Linked DNA regions of Mus musculus: all the other regions are linked to region 1. The links are chromatin contacts, called in public promoter capture Hi-C maps. All regions are on one chromosome and are shown on one strand. Each heading gives the region's core, a stretch centred on a gene start, on an enhancer-like site or on the middle of the called end of the contact. The rest is flanking DNA. Distances are from core to core; before and after follow the strand shown. Region 1 holds the start of Gtsf1l (gametocyte specific factor 1-like). Region 2 overlaps Tox2 (TOX high mobility group box family member 2). Region 3 overlaps Tox2 (TOX high mobility group box family member 2).

Region 1 (4,117 bases), core at 1,153-3,652:
TTGGGGAACAAAACTCTTAAGGACGAACATTGGGTGACAGTTGGCGCCGTCAACATTCCAAATGTCAGGGTTGGAAAGCCAACGAACCTGTAGTGTGTCCTGGTTCTGCGGCTGTGGGAGGCTGACTTGCAGAGGGCCTAATGTGTCCTCTTCCTCCACGGAGCTCCTGTTGACACAGGTAGCTTCATGTTCAGCCAGCTTTCTGATGGGAACCACGTGGCAGGCGTTGTATTTACAGCTGGCCATCTTTTTGGCTTTCTTGGGGTTCTTCTTCCTGCATGACGCCAGGTGGTACTGGAACCTGCTGAGCGGGATTCGGTGGTGAGGGTTATAAGGACAAATTTCTATGGATTCTGGCTCCATCCGGGAGTTGACTTGAAGCCAAGTGTCCTGCTGCCCAAAGTGTACGTGGTACACCTCGAAAGGAAAAGCCTCTTCCTGTGAAAGATTGTGCTGTCTTCTGCCAGGCTTTGGCTCTTGGGTCTCTGGAGTGAAATTCTCACTCACGTTCTGTCAGCAATCGCTATGCAGAGAAAGCCAGAAAACAGCCACCAGAGACGTTAACTCAGGCAGGTACAAGAGCCCGAAACAGTAGCTTCCAAGGAGGTGAAGTTAGCAGGTTATAATGATGCTTTGACGCTAAGATACCCTGTGTTGTCAAAGGACAGAACAGGTGGTCACAATGGGCAGCTTATGACATCAGGGACAGACTGTCCACTGGGTGGGGGAAGTGGCTTGAGGAAAGCTGCTGTTCAAATGTAGTTATGACACGTACCCGGCCCTTGGCAGTTTCGGGCTTCATTAGCATAATCAAACCCCTTATTCATCAGCGTCGGTTGTGTGGTCTTTTAAAAACATCTTTTTTACATCATGTGTTTATTTGTAAGGAGTGACATTGGGGGTACACTTAGAAGTCGGAGAAAGACTTGTAGGAAGGATCAAATCCAGGTTATCAGGCTTGGCAGCAAGCACTTCTACCCCATGAGCCTTCCTGACTCCTTTTCTTTTTTTGTCCCTCTACTTTCCCCCTCCCTTCTCTCTTTTGATGCAAGGTCTCATGTAGCACAGGTTGGCCTTGACCTTGATATGTGGCTGAGGATATAATCACACCTTATAAACTGGGATTATAGACGCGGGTCTCCGTATCTAGTTTAGATGGTGCTGGGGACAAAGTCCAGGGCCTCATGCATTTGTGGCAAGTTATCTGTCAACTAGGCTATATCCTCTTCTTCTCTCCCCCCCCCCTCCCCTGTAGCTCTGGTTGTCCTGGAACTCACTCTGTAGACCAGGCTGGCCTCGAACTCAGAAATCTGCCCGCCTCTGCCTCCCAAGTACTGGGTTCAAAGGCGTGCGCCACCACTGCCCGGCATACTTATTTATTATGATAAATCTTTGGGCTGGAGTGAAGCAGGGCCAGAGCGACTGGGGCCAAGCAAAGCAAGCAATCTTCGTTCCTAGAAACCACATGATGGCTCACAACCATCAGTACAGCTACAGTGTACTCACATGCATAAAATAAATAAATCTTAAAAAAAAAATCCTCATGCTGCAGTCCACACGTGCTACAGTTTCCAAGCACGCAGCATGCTGGGTATCATTCCTTATTTTAAGTACACAGTGTTAAAGAAATATTTCCACCCCTTCCTCAGCCTCTACATTTTCCAGTTGCGTAGTAATTACAAATTGAAGTATCCATTTGTAATTACTAATTGGCTTTTTATTTTGTGTATGAGTGTTTTTCCTGCATGGGTGCAAGTGCGCTCTGTGTGTGTGTGTGTGTGTGTGTGTGTGTGTGTGTGTGTGTGTGTAGAGGCTGGAAGAGGGCTCTGGATCTGCTGGAACTGGAGTTGTTGATAGCTGTAGGCCACCATGCAGGTGCTGGGAACTGAACTTGGGTCATCGGCCAGAAGAGCAAGTACTCTTAGCCACTGAGACCTTTCTCTGGTCCTCGGTTTACCAGAATTTCAAGTTACTATTTTATCCTTTCTGGATCAGGTGAAGCTTTCTTTTAATCCACCCTCCCTCCCTCTCTTCCCTTTAGTGCTGGAGACCGAACCCGAGCTCTTACACTTGCCAGACTCTACTACCCAGCTAAATCCTCAAATCTCTGCATTTTAAACCTGGTTTTATTACTATTATTTATGAAGCTGAGTCAGGATTTTATAAAGACATTTTGGAAGACTGTAGTACAACTAACGTAAGCTTATCCCCAACTAACTCACACATAAATGAGACTTAGAATATGGTTATTTTATTCGGCTTTGACAATTACTGGGGGTCACCCCTAATCTGCTTTTCTGCTGGCCTGGCTACCTCCCCAGCGGGGGGTTCCCCAGATACCTGCTGTTTCTCCTGGGTCCCCTCCTCTCATGGCGCCTTCTCTCTCTCCCCTCATGGTCTCTCTTCTCTCCCTCTCAAGTCTCCACCCTCAGCCAGGTAACTCAAAATCCACCTACCTATAATCTCTCCAGTAATTGGCTGTAGCCATTTTTACTTAGCCAATAGTTTTAAGGAACAAGGTTTGCACAACAAAAGCTGGTAACCAGGAGAACTCACTCACTCATAGGCCTGGACCTTCGGGTTCAGAATTTAACTTTGTGATACACAGCAACAGATCAAACCTCAACAGAGGGCTGGAGAGATTACTCAGTAGTTAAGAGCACTTGCTGGTCTTTCAGAGGATGGTGGTTCGGATCCAACCCTCATGATAGCTCACAATTGTCTATTACACCAGTTCTAGGGAAGCTTGGTGCCCTCTTCTGGCCTCCGTGGCCTCCTGCATGCATGTGTGCTTCTCAAAGGAGTCAGAAAACAAGGACTTCCATAAATAAGGATGGAATGGGCTGCTGAAGGAAGAGTTTCTTAACCTTGTTTTTTTTTGTTTGTTTGTTGGATTGTTTTGTTTGTTTGTTTGTTTGTTTTGTTTTGTTTTGTTTTTTTGAGACAAGGTTTCTCTGTGTAGCCCTGGCTGTCCTGGAACTCACTCTGTAGACCAGGCTGGAGATCCCCCTGCCTCTGCCTCCCGAGTGTGGGATTAAAGGCGTGCGCCACCACTGCCCGGCTGAAGAGAGAGTTTCTTAACTCTGACTCAAGGGCCTTCTGGACCTCCCCGCTCTTGTCATTTTGTGTCGTTGAGATTTCTTTCCCTTTCTACTCTGTGCCTCTCCTTGACTCTAGGTTCTGCCCCTGCCTCTTTGCCCTTCTGGCTTATCTTGCTTCTTACACCCGCTTGGGGAATCACTGTCCTTCCGATTCAAATTCAACCTCCTGACTTCCTCTTGATAGACTGGTCAGCCTCCGCTTGTCCCATAACATCCTTGTTTCACCTCTTTTGACCTTAGAGATTTATTTGATTCATGTGTGTCTCCGTGTAAGTGTATGCTGTGTTATCTGTGGCACCCTCAGAGGCCAGAAGAAGGTGTTACAGGAGGTTGCAACAACCCGAAGTGACTTCTCTGGATGAGCCCCAAGTTCTCTTAACTGCTGACCCCCTTCTCTAGCACCTACTTTTATTTATTTATTGAGTTATTTTATTGTTTTGTTTATGAGTGTTTTGCTTTGCTTGCGTGTATGTAGGTGGTCCAAGTGTGCTCTCAGAGGTCAGAGATGGTGTTGGATCTTGTAGGACTGGAGTTACAGATAGTTGTGATGCTCCATGTGGGTGCTGGGAATCGAACCGGGGTCCTCTTGAAGAACAACAAATGCTCTAACCATTGAGCTTCCAGCAACTTCCTCTCCCTGATTCCTGAATAGTGTTTTTGCTGTGTTACTTCCTCTTATCCCTTGAGCTAAATCCAGTTTTTAATCATTCTACATGGAGTTGAGGGTCCAGCTCAGGCACTCACAATTTTGCATGTGTGTGTGTGCGTGCACATGTATGCTCGCACACACATATGGAGTCGGATGACTATTGCAGGCATTACCTACACTTTTCATCTCCTTGAGGAAGGGTCTTTCACTGACCAGGAGGGCACTCACTGGTTAGCCTGGGTTGGCTGGCCAGCACGTCTCCACCTCCCATCTCTGGGATAATAAGCAGGCACTACTATGTCCCGTGGCTTTTTCACCTGGATTCCAGGGACTGAGCTTGGCTCCTCTGGCTTCTGGGGCCAGAGCT
Region 2 (4,117 bases), core at 743-3,242, 220 kb after region 1:
TCCCCCAACACACACACACAATTTACAAAGTTGCAGAATTAGAATAGCCTAGTCAGATTTAGGGGGTACACTCAGATGGAATCAGATAACCTCAGAGGGCACAGCAGAACAGCAAAGGGACGTTCGTTTGTCTTTGTCAACGTCTTTCACAATTTTCCCTGCAGTGGGCGTGTCCTCGTGTGTGGGAGAGGTAAGAATTGCTAGGTTCCAGGAGGTGTGTACTGTGGCGTGCTGGGAGCCAGGAGTTCATTTACTGAGGCCTGAAGGTCCTTGGTTTTGTTTTAGGTTTGGGTTTGTTTCTGAGAGAGTTTCTAGCGCAGGCTGCCCTTGAACTCTATATATGGCTGAGGATGACCTTGAACTTCTGATCCTCCTGCCACTGCCTCCCGAGTGCTGGGGTAACAGACAAGCACACGAAATTCAGTTTATAGGTGCTGGGGATTGAACCCAGGGCTTTGTGCCACATCCCATCCTTCCTAAGAGCTGAACTCGGCTGCTGTCCACACCCACTAGTCCATACCCAAGTGGCCTGGCTGACTTATGGACGGTGTTCTGCCTCACAGTGATAAGACTTAGAATGTTTCCAACGTAGGGCATTTACAAGATGATGATGATGAGGAGGAGAATGATGATGATGATGGTGATAAATTTAGGTACCTTTAATATCAGCAAGATAATGATTCACAAAATCAGGAATACGGGGTTGAAGAATTCCGCCACAAGTAGCTGAGAAGAAAGCTATAAGATGCCTTAACAAGCTACAGCCAGTTTGCACTAGAGGAAATCATGCCAATTTCTCGTTTAAAACTTAAAAGCTAGGAATGGTAGTGCACACCTATAATTCAAGAGGCTGAGGAGTGATGACAGAGAGTTTAAAGTCACCTGGACTGTATGGTAAGACCCTGCCTAAAAGAAGAACAAACAAACAGAAATCCACAAAGAAGAAATGGCGTGTATATATTGTAGGTAGACAGCGGGAGCTGCTTAGGGACTTAAAACTTGCCACACAGTTAAGGAAGCTGGCTTGCTGAGCCTGTATGTCGGGTTTGTGACTGATGTGCTAACGCAGATCCCAATGTATTGAGAAGAGCGTTGGGGACCAGCATTCGCCCATACGCTGTTTGCATGATGCGCATCTGAAACCGTGTGGGATGAGAACAAAACCGTATGGAAACCATGACAACGGCTGATAGAAAAGGATGGAAGGCAGAGACAGTCACCGGAGCCAAGATGCTTTCTTGAATAAGATGCAGCTGTCATGAAGACAGGGCATTCTGGGATGTCTAAGCACTGAGCGACTTCACATGGCGTACCTGAAGCAAACCCGTTCACGCCAAATGCCCCGAAGAACTGATGGAGAACTGATAGAAACACGGGGCGGATGGAGGGCTTTAGCTCAGTTTTCTCTGTCTCACAGCTGATGTCAAAACAGGACATTCAATAGACACGGAGGTTTTTTTTTTTTATATGTAGCACAGTGAATATTATTTCAATTAGTTTTTTTTTTCCAGTGCTAGGAATCAAACCCAGAGCATCATGCATGCAGGGCAAGCTCTCTACCCTGAGCTACTCTCTCACCCCCCAAGCCCACATTATTTTAGTTTTACATGAAAAAAAAAATTGTTTTTTGCAAGATGTGTTTTCTGTCCTAAGTGAAGCCTTGACATGTCCCAAAAATGAAACTGGAGGATTCATGTTCCCCGACAGCAATAACAATAGGACACAGTCCATTAAAACACTCTTCCCTGAGAGTAAAAGACAAACTCCAGTCTTCATCTTTGAGGAACATGGCCAGGGCATAGCTGAGCTTTTCCTCAAGGAAAGCATCCCCGTGGAGATCAGAGCTGCTCAACCTGAACACACACAAGGCTTTGCTTTGGGGGCAAGGATGGAGGGCAGCCAGCCCACGTACTGTAGAGTTGAACAGCTTCCTCTGCCAGTACCTCCAGGAGACAGGAGCATGCCCCCAGTGGTGAGATGGAAACTGTCTGTGTAGACACCCTCAGATGCTCCCTCCTGGTGAAGTGGCTCCCGCCTGAACCCTTGACCTAGATCTAGATGGTACCAAAGAAGGCAAACACGAGATAAATTGCTTAATTTGAAAACGCTGTATCAAAAATATCCCGTGACGCATGAAGTGACTGTTACGGGACAGGAGGTCAGGGTGCAGGAAGGATCGGGGAAGCTGCTGAACTGAATTTTTAATGAAGGACTGCTTCTTCTGATGCCCACAGGCACTGAACACGCATGGTGTACAGACATACATGAAGGTAGTATATCCGTACACATAAAGTTCTACAAATCTCAAAATAGTAACAGCAAACATAGGGGGTCTGGAGAGCTGGCTCGGCAGATAAAAGGCCCTCCCCTTCAAAGGTTGACCTCTGACCTCCATAGGTAAACATATACACCTACAAACACATACGTACATACATACAAAGATGGTGTTTTAATCATGGCTTTATTGTGGAAAACAGATTTAACATTTTCCCACCATCTTCCTGGGCGTTTAGTATATCTTTGTATTCCCGTTTTTTTGTTGTTTTTTGGGGTTATTTTTTAGAATGTTTGATTTTTTTTTTAATTGATATTTGAGTTGCTAAAGTGTTTCATAAGAGGTTGTTTAGTGAATTTTGGCTTGGGGTTAGGACAGGATTTCCAACCCCATCTGAGATGGCGCTAAGCAGACTTCTGCCAGTCTGAGCTCTGTACTGATGCCAAGCAGAGTTTCAGCATCAATGATTATGGAACTCAAAATATCGATCAACTCTGAGAAATGTTAAAGATGTTCTCCATCCCGCATTCCAGACTTTAGCCAAGATTTAATTCTTCATGCAAACGTAATTAAGCATACCCACTTCATTAGCATGCGCATTTGCCTGCGTCTTACTGTGTACCAAAGACTTGTTTTCCAATAACTTCCCCAAAGGTTTCTCAGCAGTAAGTGTTTGATTTGCGTGCTTATTTTATTCTGCTGTATACCCCGAGCCACGTAAACGTTTCTTGGATGGTAAAAGGGTCACAAGTTTTAAAGCCCTGACGAGTGAAGCTCATCTGAGGTTAGAGAGCCAAAATGGAGAAGGTTATCTGAAGAATACGACCAATGTTAGTCAGTAACCGGTACCTGCTGCATCAACCAGATGCAGCCACAACCCAGAAAGTACATTTGGGAGGACTTTGCTACAGGTAAAGATCTGATGATATCTGGGTTCCAAAGAAAGCTTTAACAGAGTCTCAGAAGTACAAACGGCACACGGTACAGACAGTCACCGTTTCTGTGACTCAAAATTCAAGATGAAGCAAAGAGAAGCAAAATTAGCCGCTTAGAAATCTCTGGAGTCCTCTTTAAAACTCTTTTTGTCAATGAAAAAAAATTAAAGAATTTTAATTCTTTAAATACAAAAGAGATCAATAACTAAAGTCTTACAGAATATTCTTTGGGGCTGCAGAGATAGCTCCACCGTAAGAGGACCTTTGTGCAGCTCCCAGCTCTCTCTCACATGGTGGCTCACGACCATCCAGGACTCCAGTCCCAGGGAATCCGATGCCTTCTTCTAGCCTCTGAGGGCACCAGGCACACAAGTGGTACACAGCCATGTGTGCAGGCAAAATACCCATACACATAAATTTAAAAATCAAAATTCTTACAAGGTAAACATCTATGAGAAACACCCGGGAAATGTTTAGCATTAAAATATTATTTTTAATTGTGGGGGAGTGTATGTGGAGGCACCCATGCATCATGAGTGGCGGGGGGGTCAGAGGTCAGCAGCAGAGTCTCTTTTGCTCTCATCGTTTTTCTTTGTCCATTTGTGTGTGTGGGTGGGTGCTCATGAGTGCACATGTGAGGGGGGAAGGGGTGGTGTGCACGAACTCACACACACGTTTATATGTATGTAGGCACTTGTGTGTGAGTGTGCATGTGCAAGTGTGACTGTGCAGGTCTGAATTTGATGGCGGGAATTATCCTCCATCATTCTTCCACTTTATTCATTGAGGGAAGGTCGCTCAGTGGAGCCCGGAGCTCACAGATCTGGCTCATCTTGCCAGTCAGCTTGCTCTGAGGATTCCACCTCTCCCTTTGACGCTGGAATTAGCACCACTCCCACCTGGCATT
Region 3 (4,117 bases), core at 1,085-3,584, 160 kb after region 1:
AGCCATGTTGAAATACGAAGGAGAGAGAGTGCATTGGGCCATAGACTCAGCTAGTTGAGGCTCCTTGCTGCCTTCTTAGTGTGGGATTCTGGGGCCTAGCAGAAGCAATTACATTCTCATATAGAGCGCTTTTCCAAGGTGTGTTTTCATCAGAAAAATGAGACACAGAACAATATACAGAGTGTTATAGTTTGGAAGACAAAGTAAGTATAGACATGTAGCCCTCGGCAGGTATGACCCTCCACACTCTTGCCCCTGGCCCAGTGGAGGCCATCTCACTCAGAAAGCTTCGCTTCCTTGTGTCTCTTAAGGGCAGGCCACAGCAATGCCTCATGCTGAGACTGACCCTGTGTGCATGTGTGCAGTTCACGTCTCAGAGCCACTACGGGATGAAGCTGATGTGGGTGTTCTCTCCTTCAGCTCTGGCCGATGTCCAGACAGGTTAACCCTCAAATGGCGCTCACTCAAAAGTGTGTGCATGACTCTATCTCTGCTCCTGGGTAATGCTGTAAAAATGCCTCTCTCCAGGAAAAGGGACCAGCTGGTGGCATGTGGGGAAAGGGCCCCTGTCCTATCCTCGTTTCACAGATGAGGAGTTTCAGAAGTAGGGACACTAGCAGAAGCTCACGCATTGGTAGCTGCTTCCAGGGCCCAGGTTTCTCCCTCTGCGCCTGTTCCCCATGGCGGGCAGTTCTTCCAGAATCCAGAAGTGGCAGATTCTCCAACACAGGATTGTGGACCCCATTGGAGGCAGAGACAAAGCCACTTAGGCGAGGAAGGTTGTAGAGGGCTTCTCTGAGGCAGGCTGTCGTTGATCCAAGGCAATGGACTTCAAGGTCTTTCCCTGGCATGCAGGGGTCCAGTTCTAGCTGATTGCCTCGGTCACTTTGCATAGAAGAGTCATTTGTATACTTGCAGGGGTGGGCAGCTCAGTGCCTGTCAAGGTGGCCTGCTGTGACAGCCAACAAAGTGCCAACAGCGGAAGACACTGCCTGTCTTTGTCCTGTGTGTGATTGATGGTCCTGATCTGGGCTTTCAAGGGCCATGGAACAGGGGCCACTGGCCCTGCTGGGTTGCAGCTGTAGGCATCCTGAGCTCCAGTCTCCTTTACCTCAGCACAGTCTCCTAACCTCTTTGGGCTACTACAGGTCCCGGTTCCCTCCAGGAACACTGTAATGAGAACTACTTCTCTCTCTTTGTTCTAGTTTGATGGTGACAGTGCCTACGTGGGGATGAGTGACGGAAATCCAGAGCTCCTGTCAACCAGCCAGGTGAGTGCCTGTCTCCACCCCCTAGGGGGTCTGAGCCTTGGGTTGGTGGAGCCAAGATGCTGCTGGTGTTGAGGTAAGAGGCCTGCAGTTGTTGGAGTCATAGGACATGGCTTGGTACAGTCAAACCAGGGCTACAGTGCTAGCTGTCTTTGGCTACTGTTGACTTACAGTGGGCACCACTGAGAACTTGACACTCTAAGTCTGTTACCCTACATTCCCTGTGCAAGGGACAGGTTTCACAACAGTGAGTTCAGGTGTCCCATGGTCTCGGCCACTGCCTTCCTCCTGCACAGCACTTGTGGGGGGACCTGGAGAGAGTGTCTACATACAGGTGAGGAGATTCTAACCCTCACACAGAATCAGTTATCTGAGGCCACTGAGGAGGCAGAGGGCAGTTTTCCCGGAAGGTCCTCTTCAGTGATCCAGACCTCTGGGGCCATAGATGGAATCAGATTTTCCAACAGCAAAGAGAAAGCTAACATTTCACTACAGCAAGTTAAGCATCCTCGCGACAGACTGTGGCCAGGAAAGGGATCCTTACTGTATGTAGACTGTGACAACAGAGAGAATGGCACCCTAAGGCAGGAGAGCCTGCAGGATGGCAACAACTAAAGATGCTGAATGGGACCACGGAGTTTCCCAGCTGCTGGGAACCTTGAGGAGCTAGAGGACAAGCCTGGCCCTGCTCTTGATTCTGCCTTGTGTCTTGGCAACTGGAGTTGGCTGCCTCCGGCCCCCAGCCATCGTGATTGGTTCATATCTTCTGGCTGGGGAAAGCAAGCCTATTAATGCATGGGTGTAGGCAATGTACCTTATTCTGTGACAGGTCCAAGTGGCCATAAATGAGTAGGATGTGGGCCTGTGGCCCGTGGAGAACTCTGCTAGTGAGGAAGATAGTGCAGTCCAAGTGGCAAGGATGCTGATCGTGGGGTGCCACACCCCACTCATTCTCTGGCCTGCCTCATGTGAGCGATATCCTGCCGTCGCAGAGCTGCCTTTGTGTTGCTATATCATGTGCCAGCCTGCAGGAATGGTGAGCGAGACTCCAAGGCCTGGGCGTGTCCCAGTGACAATGCTTGGTTGTCCAGATTCAGCTTGTCATCCCAAGGGCTCAGAGCTTACTCTGAGCCTCTTTGAGTCCAAGTCCAAGTCCAAGGCCACACTGGACTTGGGAGCAGGCTGCACTCTGAAGTCAAAACCAACCTCTCACTTCCTTAGACAGCTGTTTGTGGCTTCCAGTTCTGACGAGGGGCTAGGGTTGTCTCTCGTGGCACCAGTTGGTTTTAATTTCTGGCTCTTTTCACTGTCTGCGGTCATCTGCCACACTTGTGATGACTTAGATGGTGGCTGACCTCCACACAAGACCGTGACCTCCGTGGCATGCTGATTGTGAACCATACCCTCCACAGAGTTGTGGGTGTGACCCAGAAAGCACTCCGGGAACACTGGTGTCATGTGTCAACGTGGCCTCCTTATTTATCCTTTGAACCTCACCTTCCCTAACAGGAGAGCAGGGTAGTTAAGGACTTCTCATGAATTCTTCTAGGTCTTTTTGCTGTCACCAGAGGGTCTGCCTAACTTAAAAGAGACATTAGGAGCTGGGTGTAGTGATATTCACCTGAGCTCCCAGCACTTGGGAGGCTGAGGCAGGAAGATAGTTAAGTTTGAAACTAGTATTGGCTACCTAGTATATATACCTAGTATAGCAATATTCCATATAATAATAATAATAATAACAATGTATATACATAGTACAGCAATACTCCATATAACAATAGTAGTAATAATAATAATGTATATACCTAGTACAGCAATACTCCATATAATAATAGTAATAATAATAATAATAATAATAATGTATATACCTAGTACAGCAATAATCCATATAATAACAACAACAACAACAATAATAATACTGTGAGAATAAGTCTAGCCAGTTGCATAAGCCAAATTTAATATCAGCAACTTAACAAATGTAGCCGTGAAAACTTCTCATAGTGTATCTTTTCTTTTTTACTGCAAAATAAGGACCTCACAATACAGTGGCTAAAAACTACAAGTGTGTAGATCGTTTCGGGTTGTATTAGTTGGCTCCCCCCATATCCCTCTCCTCCCAACTCCTCCCCGAAACCCCAAGCCCCTGCCCTCCCCCATCACTGGCTAGCCTGAGGCTATAAACATGGCAGGGACAGGTTCCCAGAGCAGCAAGTCCAGAAGCTGTCCTCCACCCTCTTGAGGCCCAGACATGGAACTGGTCTGTCACCACTCCCAGCTCCTTCTGATGTCCAAAGCCAGGCACAGGACAAGTATAGATTCAAGCAATGGGAACAAGATGTCAGCTCTTGGAAAGGGGGACTGTAAAATACTGCAGCCCTTTTGCAAATGGCTGTGTGGGAAGCAGAGAATCTGAAGCTTATGCTGACCTTGTTAATGAATTAACTCAGCCTCCTCAGGATGCTGGGCCTCTGGTCTGTCTTTAATGGCAAGGGATGGCCAGGAATTTCCCTCTCTTTTCTCTGGAGCCTGTATTTGAACACACTCACATGTGCACGCGTGAACACACACACACACTTTCTTTCACAAGGTGTTGTCTTATCAGCTGTAGGAATTGTACTGCCCCAGTTAATGTAGAACCCATGTGAGCATGAGAAAATGAAGGTCTCAGAAACTAGAAGATGTGATATATCTTGTAAGTATGTTTACATCCCAGGTTCAGCCAAACAGCAAGGTTCACTGGGCACCTTGTGATTCAGAGACCCTGGATCTGAGCCGGAAGCCATTTCTAGCAAGCACGAGCTTCTAATATGTTCCAAGCAGCAGTCTTAGGACGCGGCCTAATAGCCATC

The links. Promoter capture Hi-C pulls out the DNA fragments that hold promoters and counts their contacts.
Region 2: a contact with region 1 is called in a promoter capture Hi-C map of liver, with 5 times the contacts expected there. The contact joins the enhancer-like site here to the promoter of Gtsf1l in region 1. A contact is called at or near these places in 19 of 39 promoter capture datasets (the 3T3-L1 cell line, the C10 cell line, the HPC-7 cell line and 12 more), 7 of 15 datasets of contacts at CTCF or cohesin (CD8 T cells, embryonic stem cells, hippocampal excitatory neurons and 4 more), 107 of 484 Hi-C or Micro-C datasets (the AML12 cell line, the C2C12 cell line, CD4 T cells and 70 more), 17 of 115 datasets of contacts at active chromatin or transcription factors (CD8 T cells, acute myeloid leukemia, bone marrow-derived dendritic cells and 8 more) and 4 of 9 other capture datasets (adipose tissue, liver, macrophages and 1 more).
Region 3: a contact with region 1 is called in a promoter capture Hi-C map of Sertoli cells, with 4 times the contacts expected there. The contact joins the enhancer-like site here to the promoter of Gtsf1l in region 1. A contact is called at or near these places in 14 of 39 promoter capture datasets (the 3T3-L1 cell line, the C10 cell line, the HPC-7 cell line and 7 more), 4 of 115 datasets of contacts at active chromatin or transcription factors (the SCID.adh cell line, embryonic basal ganglia and embryonic stem cells) and 4 of 9 other capture datasets (adipose tissue, liver, macrophages and 1 more).

What each region holds. Positions count from the first base shown.
Region 1 is chr2:163,087,199-163,091,315 of GRCm38.p6, forward strand. Gtsf1l (gametocyte specific factor 1-like) reads right to left here and starts at 2,403. Exons shown (of 2, transcript NM_026630.2): 1 at 2,341-2,403; 2 at 1-649. The coding sequence starts at 363.
Region 2 is chr2:163,308,394-163,312,510 of GRCm38.p6, forward strand. The region is part of intron 3 of Tox2 (TOX high mobility group box family member 2); the gene reads left to right. Among named protein-coding and RNA genes, the nearest start is that of Gm35750, 46 kb to the right of the region's middle. Within about 2 kb of position 1,993, at least 10 of the 459 cell types and tissues checked have an H3K27ac peak or open chromatin away from gene starts, as enhancers often do. A contact at or near this core is called in cerebral cortex, cortical neurons and liver, where this site is marked.
Region 3 is chr2:163,246,562-163,250,678 of GRCm38.p6, forward strand. Tox2 (TOX high mobility group box family member 2) reads left to right here. Exons shown (of 9, transcript NM_001372575.1): 2 at 1,206-1,271. Among named protein-coding and RNA genes, the nearest start is that of Tox2, 45 kb to the left of the region's middle. Within about 2 kb of position 2,335, at least 10 of the 459 cell types and tissues checked have an H3K27ac peak or open chromatin away from gene starts, as enhancers often do. A contact at or near this core is called in the SCID.adh cell line and Sertoli cells, where this site is marked.